2 separate regions of the Sus scrofa genome follow, and region 1 is linked to region 2. A link is a contact called in public Hi-C data. All regions are on one chromosome and are shown on one strand. The core of a region is the stretch at or near the end of the contact, and the rest is flanking DNA. Distances in the headings are between cores, read along the strand shown.

Region 1 (5,510 bases), core at 1,736-4,235, 310 kb after region 2:
AGTTGGGAGAAACCCTGCATTAGGTTCTGCTTCCTCTGACCCAGAATCCTTCTGCAGTGGATGGGCCACCCCACACCCAACACCTGCTCATCGATCTACTCTGCCATCCCAGATTCTCTCCTTCCATCTGCGACAGCCGAGACGCCATCCAGACCACTCCTCAAGGGAAGGTACTCGCTTGACATCACTGGAAAATCCTGGCACCTCTGGGTCCCCCCAAATCCACCTTTCAGGTCATGCTGATTGCCCTGCTTGCTGATTCTGCTGGGTTTCCTGCCCTACGCAGAGAAGCAGATAGCTTCTGAGGACCTCTGAAGCGAGCAGGCCCACAGTGGATGTTGGGCGTGGGAAAGAACTTGGCGTGTGAAGGAGGAAGGCTGAGGAGAGTGGGAGGGACACAGGTGAGCCAGGCTGTCTGAGAGTCCTGACTTGGTTGGAACCCTGGCAGGACTGTCAAGGGGCCCAGCTACCATCTCCTGGCAAAGGTAGGACAAGGCATGTTCCTCTCTGATCTCCAAGCACTTGTCATCCTGCCCTCTGGGCATCTTAGCATCTTAGATCTCCAACTTGAATGTAACAGTTCTCTTTCCAGGACAAAAAAAAAATAAAAAAAACAAACAAACAGGGAGTTCCCACTGTGGCATAGAGGACTAAGAATCCAACTGCAGCGGCTATTGTCCCTGCAGAGGTGTGGATTTGATTCCTAGCCCAGGGCAGTGGATTAAAGGATCTGGCATTGCTGAGGCTGCTTAAACCACGCTGTGGCTTGGATATAATACCTAGCCTGGGAACTTCCATATACTATGGGTGTGTCCATAAAAAAAGTTATATTAATAAAAAAAAAAGCCCCTTATCCAGGGAACTTGGTAAAGCAGAAAAGGACCCTCAGTGGTGGGAAGAAGTCAGGCTTGAACGTGGGACAGCTCTGAGCTGAACCCAGCTTACCACACACAAGCTGAGAGCTTAGCCAACTTCCCTAATTGCTCTGGGCCTCAGTTTCCTGGTTTGCAGTGTCGGATGGAAAGATGCCTGGCTCTTGTGGGTTGTCGAGAGGATTAAGGGATCGTCCACGTAAAGGGCCCAGCACAGGCTTGACACGTGGTAGCTACTAACAGTGTCCTGAATACCTCTTCTTTCCTTTCAGTGCGGCACAGAGGGTTCCTGACTGTCAATGGTTCAACTTAAGATTTTTCGACTCGATGATGGTGCAAAAGTGATACACACTGAGCAGCAACTGTACCTGGAGTTTCGAATTTCGTTCTTTTCCTATACACACGGCAGGTACGCTCTGGAGAGGGTGGGCGGCAGTGGCTGAGGCAGCCACACCACCTCACAACCATTCTGTATCCTGACAACTTCTCTTTTTCACTTTCCATCCAGTATTCCATCAATTACATGAGAGCGTCACATCTTATTATAAACTGTATCTTAGATGATCACAGAACTAGAGGCTAACCTAAGTGTCCTGAGCACATTCAAGGTCAGCTAGGCTAGTCTATGATAGCCAGGAGGTGAGCTGTTTTAAATGCATTTATTTATTTATTTACCTTTTTAGGGCCGCACCTGCAGTATATGGAAGTTCCCAGGCTAGGGGTCAAATCAGAGCTGCAGCTACCGGCCTATGCCACAGCTACAGCAATGCCAGATCTGAGACGTGTCTGCAACCTACACCACAGCTCATGGCAACGCTGGATCCTTAACCCACTGAGTGAGGCCAGGGATTGAACCTGCTGCATCCTCATGAATACTAGTCAGTTTCTTAACCCACTGGCCACAATGGGAACTCCTTAAATGCATTTTCGACTTAACAGTATTTTCAACTTATGATGGACTTATTAGGAAGTAACCTCATCATAAGCAGGGAAACTTGCTGCTTCGGGGCTCAGACACTACCCTTCCCTGAACACCCTTGGCCATTCCTGCAACGGACTCTGGGAAACTTCCAGCCTGGCCCAACTGTGTTCTGTCCTGGCAGCCTTGCTTCTCCAAAGAGCCCATGAGTTACCGGGGCCGGGCTGGCCTTCATCTCCCCGTGCTCCTGTGGGGCCCCCTGACTCTAGGCAGAGAACACAGCGGTTGCTGGATAAAGGGGCCGCACAGACCCCAGCACTCTGTTCCCACCCCCACCTGCCTAATCCCCCCAGTTCCCCTAATTTTCAAACCCCTGTCTAGTTTCTTCCTAATGCTTCTGTCTCCATGTCTCCAGGGCTCTGTTTGCATGAGGGGAAAAAGTCTCCACACACGCACGCGCGCGCACACACACACACACATACTCAGAGCCCAGAAAGCATTCAGTTGCTCCCAGGCAGGCTGCCAGCAATTGAGTGACCTGCAGCTTCCCCCCAAATCACATTCCACTGGCACGGATCTTGCCCCGCCTGACGCCAGCCTCCGAACTCGCCCCCAGAGCAAACATTTCCAGTTGGCAGCTCGGCCTTGTTTTTCTGAGGCCCCAATTCGGGCTCCCTGGTAGAAAACAGAAAACAAAATGCATGGGACCAAAAATGAATTCAAATCAAATGTGAAAGGAGCCGGGGTGGTGGGGGGAGGCGTTTGCTCCAAGGCACGGGGTGGGGGCGGCGGCGGGGGGAGAAAGAGGAGCTTCGGGTGTGCAAAGGGTTTCTCAGAAGCAAACACACATGCTCACAAGCCCTCCTTCCCTGCTGGCTTGGAGGCCAGGATCAATTCATTCAGGCCTCTGCCTCCTGCTAAAAGACTTACCCTGTTCTCATTCACAGCTGGGAGGGGAGGGCAGGGAGGGGGGTGGCGGGGGGAGGGGGCGAGACTGTGGATCTGAGAGGAGAGGGTGGTCGGTGTTACAGGACTGGTGTTTGTTCTAAAGGGGAAATTAAAGGAAGAAAAAATAAACACGGCCAGCCGGATTTTCACGCCAGCGCGTGAGGCGTCAGGGCGAGGAGGGCTGTGTGTGCGCAAGTGCCGGCGTGTTCGCCTTCTTAAAATAAGAGCCGCTCAGTGGAAAGATGTCATAACCCAGGTTCGGGCAGTGGGGGACAGGCCAGCCGGGGGAGGACCCAGGCTGGCGCCCAAGCCTACCCGTGGGGTCAGGCAAAGGCCAGGTGTCAGGACAGGGACGCTCAGCCAGGACCCATTAGTCAGGGCCGGGCATGTGGGGACCAGACTTGGAAAGTCAACCCCAAACTGGGCGGTCAGTCCCCGGGTAAGAGGGGAGACTGAGGGTCGTTACTAGGAAGGATGGACTCGGTCCTGGAATATGGATGCTCATCTCAGCAGGAGAGGACCGTGAAGCAGGAAGGGAGGGATGGGTGAGGCCAGAGGGAAAGGCAGGTGGAGTGAGAGGGTGGGAAAGGGGACAGCGAGGATGCTTAGCGGGCCCCAAACTGCGGGCCGACCGACCACAAAGCTGGCAGAGCTATCGAGCTGATCAGCGGGGCTGCAGAGAACCTCCCGATCGGGATGAGGATCCCGTGAGGGCACCTGGGAGGAAAGAGGGATCCAGGACCCAGGGCACCTCAGGGCCAGGGCTGGGATGTAGGGTCCCAAGCCCAGCAGAGCCCAAGAAGGGTTGTCAAGCATCCTCGACAAGTGAGCGGGCTGTCACAGGAGAAGCTAGGCATGTGGGGACAGTTAGGGAAGCTGTGAGAGGGAGAAAAGGCAGGCAGCTCATGCTGCGACCCAAGGGGCCAGGTCCCTTCTCCATGGTGCCAGCTTGCCCACACAGGGAAGGGCCTGGAGTCTTAAAGGGACCCAGCGGTAGTGATGAGGTCCCAGGGTGAGGGGCCTGGTGAGCTTTGCAGAGGCTGTTTAAGTGCTTAGTCGCAGCAGTCCAGGGCTGCTGGAGCAGGAAGTCACTCGTGCCAATAGGTTCAGTGTCCTCCAGAAGACGATAGCAGGACAACCTGTGTTCAAATCACCTGGGGTGTGTAATAAAATGTACATCTCTGCCACCCTCTCCACCTGCTGGATCAAACTCCATCTGATTGGGCTTTCAAGGAGCTATGCTTTGGAAGGCCAGTCCAGGGGGTTCTCCTGCCCTCCATGATGGTTCCAAGATCTTTCCCCTCCAGCCCTTCTTCTCTGGCTGAACTCTGATCTGTCCAGGCCCCGGGGTCTCTATTTTCCCTCTATCACAATTGGTAAGGAAAAGCATTCACAGACCTTTCCCAAGGTTTACTTTGGCTCTGATTCAGGACTTTTTTTTTTTTTTTTTTTTTTTTTTGCCTTTTCTTGGGCTGCTCCCGTGGCATATGGAGGTTCCCAGGCTAGGGGTTGAATCGGAGCTATAGCCACTGGCCGACACCAGAGCTTCAGCAGCATGGGATCCCAGCCGCGTCTGTGACCTGCGCCACAGCTCAGGGCAACGCCAGATCCTTAACCCACTGAGCAAGGCCAGGGATCGAACCTGCAACCCCATGGTTCCTAGTCGGATTCGTTAACCACTGCGTCACGACGGGAACTCCAATGATTCAGGACATTTCTAAACTCAAAGAAATGAATCTCTAATGGTGGAAACTCAGACCTGGAAAAAGCCAGAGAAACAGAGTTTGGGGAGTACATGGAAAGCCTTCCAACTAACTCTTTTTTTTTTTTTTTTTTTTTTTTTTTTAGGGATGCACCCGCAGCATATAGAGGTTCCCAGGCTAGGGGTTGAATCAGAGCTGTAGCTACTGGCCTACACAACAGCCACAGCAATGCAAGATCCAAGCCGTGTCTGTGACCTACAGCAGAGGTCACGGCAATGCCAGATCCTTAACCCACTAAGCGAGGCCAGGGATTGAACCCGTATCCTCATGGATCCTAGTCAGTTTTGTTAACAGCTGAGCCACGAAGGGAACTCCCCAACTAACCTTAACTGCACTGTATCACTGGGAGGCCCCATGAGTAGCTTTTTAAAATCTTCTTTCCCTTTATCAGTTCTCAGAATAGTTAGTTTTCTTGAAGCATCCTCCAAATGTCTTTTTATTATTATCATTTTGAATTCAAGAATTTTAAACCTATTTAATAAGTTTCAATTCATTACAGGGTTTTTGTTTGCTCAGTTTTGGTTTTGATGCACAAACGACCCCATTTCATCCAATAAGAGCTCCCTCAAGCTGGCATCTGAGTCCTTTTGACACAATTTGGTCACTAGATGTGCTCCATCAAAGACAGCTTATTTTCTTTCAATGTCTCCATCTCCTCCAAGAAGGACCTGAGTCTGAGCCCAAGGACATCTGAAAGATACCACACCCTCCCTAATAAGAATGTCTCTCCTCCTTGGAGGTAAGCTCTCTACCCACCTGAGGCAGCTGCCCCCTCATCCCCTCCCCATAGTCCTCCAGGGCTGGCCCATCATCCCCAAAACGCTCCTCACCATCCCACTTGGATGCACACTGTAAAGTGAGGAGCACAGGTATGAAAACTGGACATCAATGAAGTTGCCAGAATTTCTATACCATGGTTTCTTCATCTGCAAAATGAGATCAAGAAGGTTTTTTAGGGTTTTTTGTGTTTCTTTTCAGCCTCACCTAGTGGCATGTGGAAGTTCCCAG
Region 2 (4,793 bases), core at 289-2,788:
TCCCCAAGACTCCCCTAACCCTGCTGGCCCTTCAGGGCTCAGCAAAGCCTTCTTTCCTCAAGGGCAGGGTCCACAGGCTTTTTCGGCCGAGGGCCGGATACTGAGTATTTTAGGTTTTGTGGGCGATAGGGTCTCTGTTACAACTACCCAGCCCTGCCTTTTTGGCCTGCAAGCTGCCGAGGCCGCACAAAACCACTAGGTGTGGCCACGTTCCCCAGAACAGGCCTGACAGGTGGCCTGCCTGCGGGCTGCAGTGGGCCATTCTCACGACTTACATGGAGTTTCCCCTATGTGTCCCGCCCTCAACTCTGTGGCTCCTTGCCCTGTGTTGTCACTCTGCATGCACCCATCCATCCTCCCTCAAGTTCTTGAACCCCGTGAGGACAAGGGCAGGGTGTCCTGCCCGCCATTCTCCCAAGCACCCACCTTGTAGGAGGCACTCAGGAATCCCCTGTGTTCTGAACGGATGGATCCAGGTTGAGGTTCGGGAGGCTCCAAGCTGTGAGGGCCACGTTTGACCTGAGAATGTGGCCAGGGTCAGAGACAGGAAGGGACCTTGTAAAAGAAAAGTGGTTTTCATGTTGGGACTTGAGGACTAAGGGTGATTATCTTCATTTTCCAGAATTACAGTAACATTATATGTAAAGTTTATACATGTAGTCAGGTACATGTGCATTTATAATTTATCTGTGGGAGTTCCCTTGTGGTGCAGCGGGTTAAGATCCGGTGTTGTCACCGCAGCAGCTTGGGTCGCTGCTGTGGCATGGGTTTGATCCCTGCCCAGGAACTTCCACATGCTGCAGATGTAACCAAAAAAATAAACTGAAAATAAAAATTTTATGTGTATATATACACACAGATGTATATATACACAGATGTGTGTGTGTGTATATATATATGTAATATATATTATACATATAAATTTACCTGTAAAGCAGTCTTGCTGAGTGTGTTGCATGTAGATCATGACCAGGCTAAAGGACTGGGAGATGTGACTGGGAGAGAGAGACCCCGGTCCTAGGAAGGTCAGTGCAGGTTAGATGAGGAGGGGGAAGGGTGCCTAGAAGGACCGTGTACCCTGGGAAGTGTGAAGTCTCTGCCCTTCCCCTGGGCCTTGTCCCGGCCCAGCAGTCAGCCAGAAGCAGATCTTTGGCTCTGGGTCTGCCTCTGAGAACTCTGACCCGGGCGCTGGGGTGCAGTAATTTTCACCGCAGTGTTTATTTAGAGACCAGAGAAAGGAAGGGCCTCAGGTTTGGATTGGCGAGGGGAGCAACGTGTGCTCCAGGGCTTCTGTTTGGATTGGCCGGTGCCTTCCAGACAGGCCTGCAAGTCTTCCCAGCTGTGGGAGGTTTGCTTACGCTGGAGGATGTCTTGAATTTGCGAGCCTCAGATCTGAGGCCCCTCCTGGGGTTTGGGACCTGAGCCCCAGATCCCAGCAGTTTCTCCCTTGAGAAGCTGAAGAAATAAGACCTTGAATGTCAGCTCAGGCCCTGGGCAGACCCTCCTGGGAATCCTCAGAATCCAGGTCTCCGTGGAAACAAGGATGTGGGGGCAGGCGAAGGACGAGTTTGAGTTCCCTGGGGAGCTGCTTTTAGGCCTGCCTTTTAGAATTTGAAGGTTAGCTCCCTGCTTTCCTGAGTTGGAGGAAACTTTCAGCCTAGCTGAACAGGAATTAGGGGTGGGGAGCGTTTCTTATTAACCTCTAACCTCTCTGTACCCAGCTTTCTGATCCAACCTCATAATGTGGACAGTGTGAGAAGAAGAAACTAGACTTGGAGTAATTTGTTTCCCCCAGCCTGTCTTCTGCTGGGTAATTTAGGGGAGACTTGAGGTGGGGGGAGGTCCCATGGAGTGTCTGTAACTCCTCTGGACTGCTAAAAGCAGCCTGCAGAATGATGGGGGTCGCAGTTGTGATTAAAGTAGTATCTCTCTCTATCATTTAGGAAGCCCCGTAGTTAAAATAACGTAAGATTAAGGGCCTTACACCAAAGTCAGCTTTGTGAGAGGAGGACATGACCAAAGGCCTGTCGATATTGGTTAAGGAACAAAAAAGTGTGATCCGTGGCTATCTTTAAAATTACTTGTGGTTTTCTTTCTCTTTAAGTTTGCCTGCATTTTCTATATTTTCCCCTACAATCAGCATATCACTGATTTTTTTTCTTGCTTTCTCCAGAAGTCGTTGAAGATCTTTTTTAAAAGCTTTGTAACAGTCGTACGCACTCATTGTAACCCGAACATCCCTAAGATGTGCAAAGGCGAAGGTGATGATGCCCTCTGCCTCACTCCTCCCGAGGGGGCCATAGGCACAGCTTGATGAGGCTCTAAGCATCCTTTTCCCTCATGTATGTAAAATGGAGATTTGGGTGGGTTTTTATTTTATTTATTTATTTATTTATTTTGTCTATTTGCCATTTCTTGGGCTGCTTCCCACGGCATATGGAGGTTCCCAGGCTAGGGGTCGAATCGGAGCATAGCTGCTGGCCTACAGCGGAGCCACAGCAACTCAGGATCCAAGCCGCATCTTCGACCTACACCACAGCTCACGGCAATGCCGGATCCTTAACCTACTGAGCGAGGCCAGGGATCCAACCCGCAATCTCATGGTTCCTAGTCAGATTCGTTAACCACTGAGCCACAACAGAAACTCCTGGGTTGGGTTTTTAAAGGAGAAAGATTTATACAGTCTGACGAGCATCCAGAGTGTGGGTTAGGTTTTAAATTGCCTCATCCTGTCACCTTAGATGGCACCTGGATTGGCTCTCTTTTACTGGAGTACATCATACTCATCACTGCCAGACTGGTGTAGAGTTCAGTCATCCTTTTTCATCCATACATAACATTCCGCACTACATACCATGATTTATCCACCCATGCCCTGCTATGGGCCAGCCAGGTTTTTCCTAATTGTGGGAGGTTTTTTAGCCACACCCATGGCATATGGAAGTTCCTGGGCCAGAGATGGAATCTGAACCACAGGTGCAACCTAATGCCATAGTTGCAGCAACGCCGGATCCTTAAGCCACTGCCCAGGACTGAGGATCGAACCTTTGCCACTGCAGAGACAACACCGGATCCTAACCCACCTTGTCACAGTGAGAACTCGGGTTTTTCTCAGTTTTTCCACAGTAAACACTGCTGCGTAAACATACATGGTCTTAAAACGTCGGCTGGCACTTTTTTTAATCCTGAAAGGCCAAAAGGAAATGAGTTTTAAGTGTTCTGAGATCTCCTGTGAAATCACTTTCCCAAAAGAGAGTGGCAATTTAAACTTCTTATTAATTTTTAAGTGCAGTAAAACATTTTCAGAGAGCATTGGACTGGGAATCCAGAACCCTGTGTTTCAGTCCTGGCTCTGCCGAGTGAGAGTGGGCAAGGATCTCTACGACATTGAGTTCACACTGAGAATAACATTCTCATGTGGGACTGCTGGGGGATTCTAGAGGTCTGCCAAGTCCTTCCGAACCCAGGAGTTTTATGGTCATGTGTTGATGGGCCATCCTCAGGTATGTCCATTTCTTTCTTCAGATTAATCCTCAGAGGAATTCCAGGCTCTGGGAAGGCCATGCATCTCTAAGAAGACAGAGATTACTGGAGGGGGCCTGGAGCCTCATTTGATTATACCTCTGAGCCCAGAGCCAGGGACTGTGCTGTGCTAGCAGCAATTTCTCAGAGCACCAAAGGGACTTAGTAAGCTGTTTCTCAAAGATTTCTAGGGTTTCACTCCAGACTAAAAGGATTTTTTTGGCCACTTGCATAGCATGCAGAAATTCCCAGGCCAGGGATCAAACCCATGCCATAGCAATGACACTGCTGAATCCTTAACTGCTAGGTCACCAGGAAACTCAAAAGTTCTCCTTTCATTTAGTTGAATAGAACATGAGATAGGCAGAAGCTACACTCAGCCCCGGGCCGAGGTAGCAGTGATGCTGAAGTTGCCTTGCTCACCTCCCACTCTCCACTCTGCCCCCAGGTGTGCCGGCATGTGAAAAATGGAGACATTCTCCTCCTGAACCGACAGCCCACCCTGCACCGGCCCTCCATCCAGGCGCATCGTGCCCGCATCCTGCCCGAGGAAAAGGTCCTGCGGCTCCACTATGCCAACTGCAAGGCCTACAATGCTGACTTTGATGGAGACGAGATGAACGCCCACTTCCCTCAGAGTGAACTGGGCCGGGCCGAGGCCTACGTCCTGGCTTGCACAGACCAACAGTACCTTGTGCCCAAGGTGGGTCTGACCTTGAGGTGGTTGCACGTCATCGCCAGCATAGCTTGGTAATTCGGGTCCAGGCCCTCACCATCTTCCGGAGTCAGTGGGTATCTCCAGAGCAGGGGCGCATGGAACAGAGGGTCTTGGCTTCTTCCAGGTGGGGTCTTCAGCCCTCTGGTTTGCTTAGGGGCAGGAAAGGTTTCTCTCTTGCTCCATCTTAAGATGCCAAGAGAGAGGTTGTAGCAGTCCTCTCAGAAAGCTGAGTTTAGTAGCTGCATCGTAGGTCTTGTCTTCCAGACTGTTTGGATTCTATAACATTGCGCCTCTGGCAAGCATTAGCATCCCAACTGTGACGGTCCCTAAGGTCCAGAGATGACCTTGATCATTGCGTTTGGACACGCAGGAGTTTTAAGAGACAGCTTACCTCCAAGAGTGCAGATAAAATTCCCCTCCCGCCCATGAGGAATCTCCTCTGGAATCCCTTCCCTCGTTTGCAGCAGAGTGATTCAGTTACCCCTCATTCATTTGGGTTGCAGTGCAGCATATACAAGACTGGGTAGTAATAACAGTAAAGAACTATGGCTGC

What was found. A called contact is a pair of places that touch in the nucleus more often than the background predicts.
Region 1: a Hi-C map of omental adipose tissue shows a contact between it and region 2, with 1.9 times the contacts expected there. A contact is called at or near these places in 5 of 47 Hi-C or Micro-C datasets (embryonic fibroblasts, fibroblasts, mesenteric adipose tissue and 2 more) and 1 of 2 datasets of targeted methods (skeletal muscle).

What each region holds. Positions count from the first base shown.
Region 1 is chr3:59,011,501-59,017,010 of Sscrofa11.1, forward strand. No RefSeq gene overlaps it. Among named protein-coding and RNA genes, the nearest start is that of ATOH8, 13 kb to the left of the region's middle.
Region 2 is chr3:58,700,638-58,705,430 of Sscrofa11.1, forward strand. POLR1A (DNA-directed RNA polymerase I subunit RPA1) reads left to right here. Exons shown (of 34, transcript XM_005662406.3): 13 at 3,971-4,225. Among named protein-coding and RNA genes, the nearest start is that of POLR1A, 33 kb to the left of the region's middle.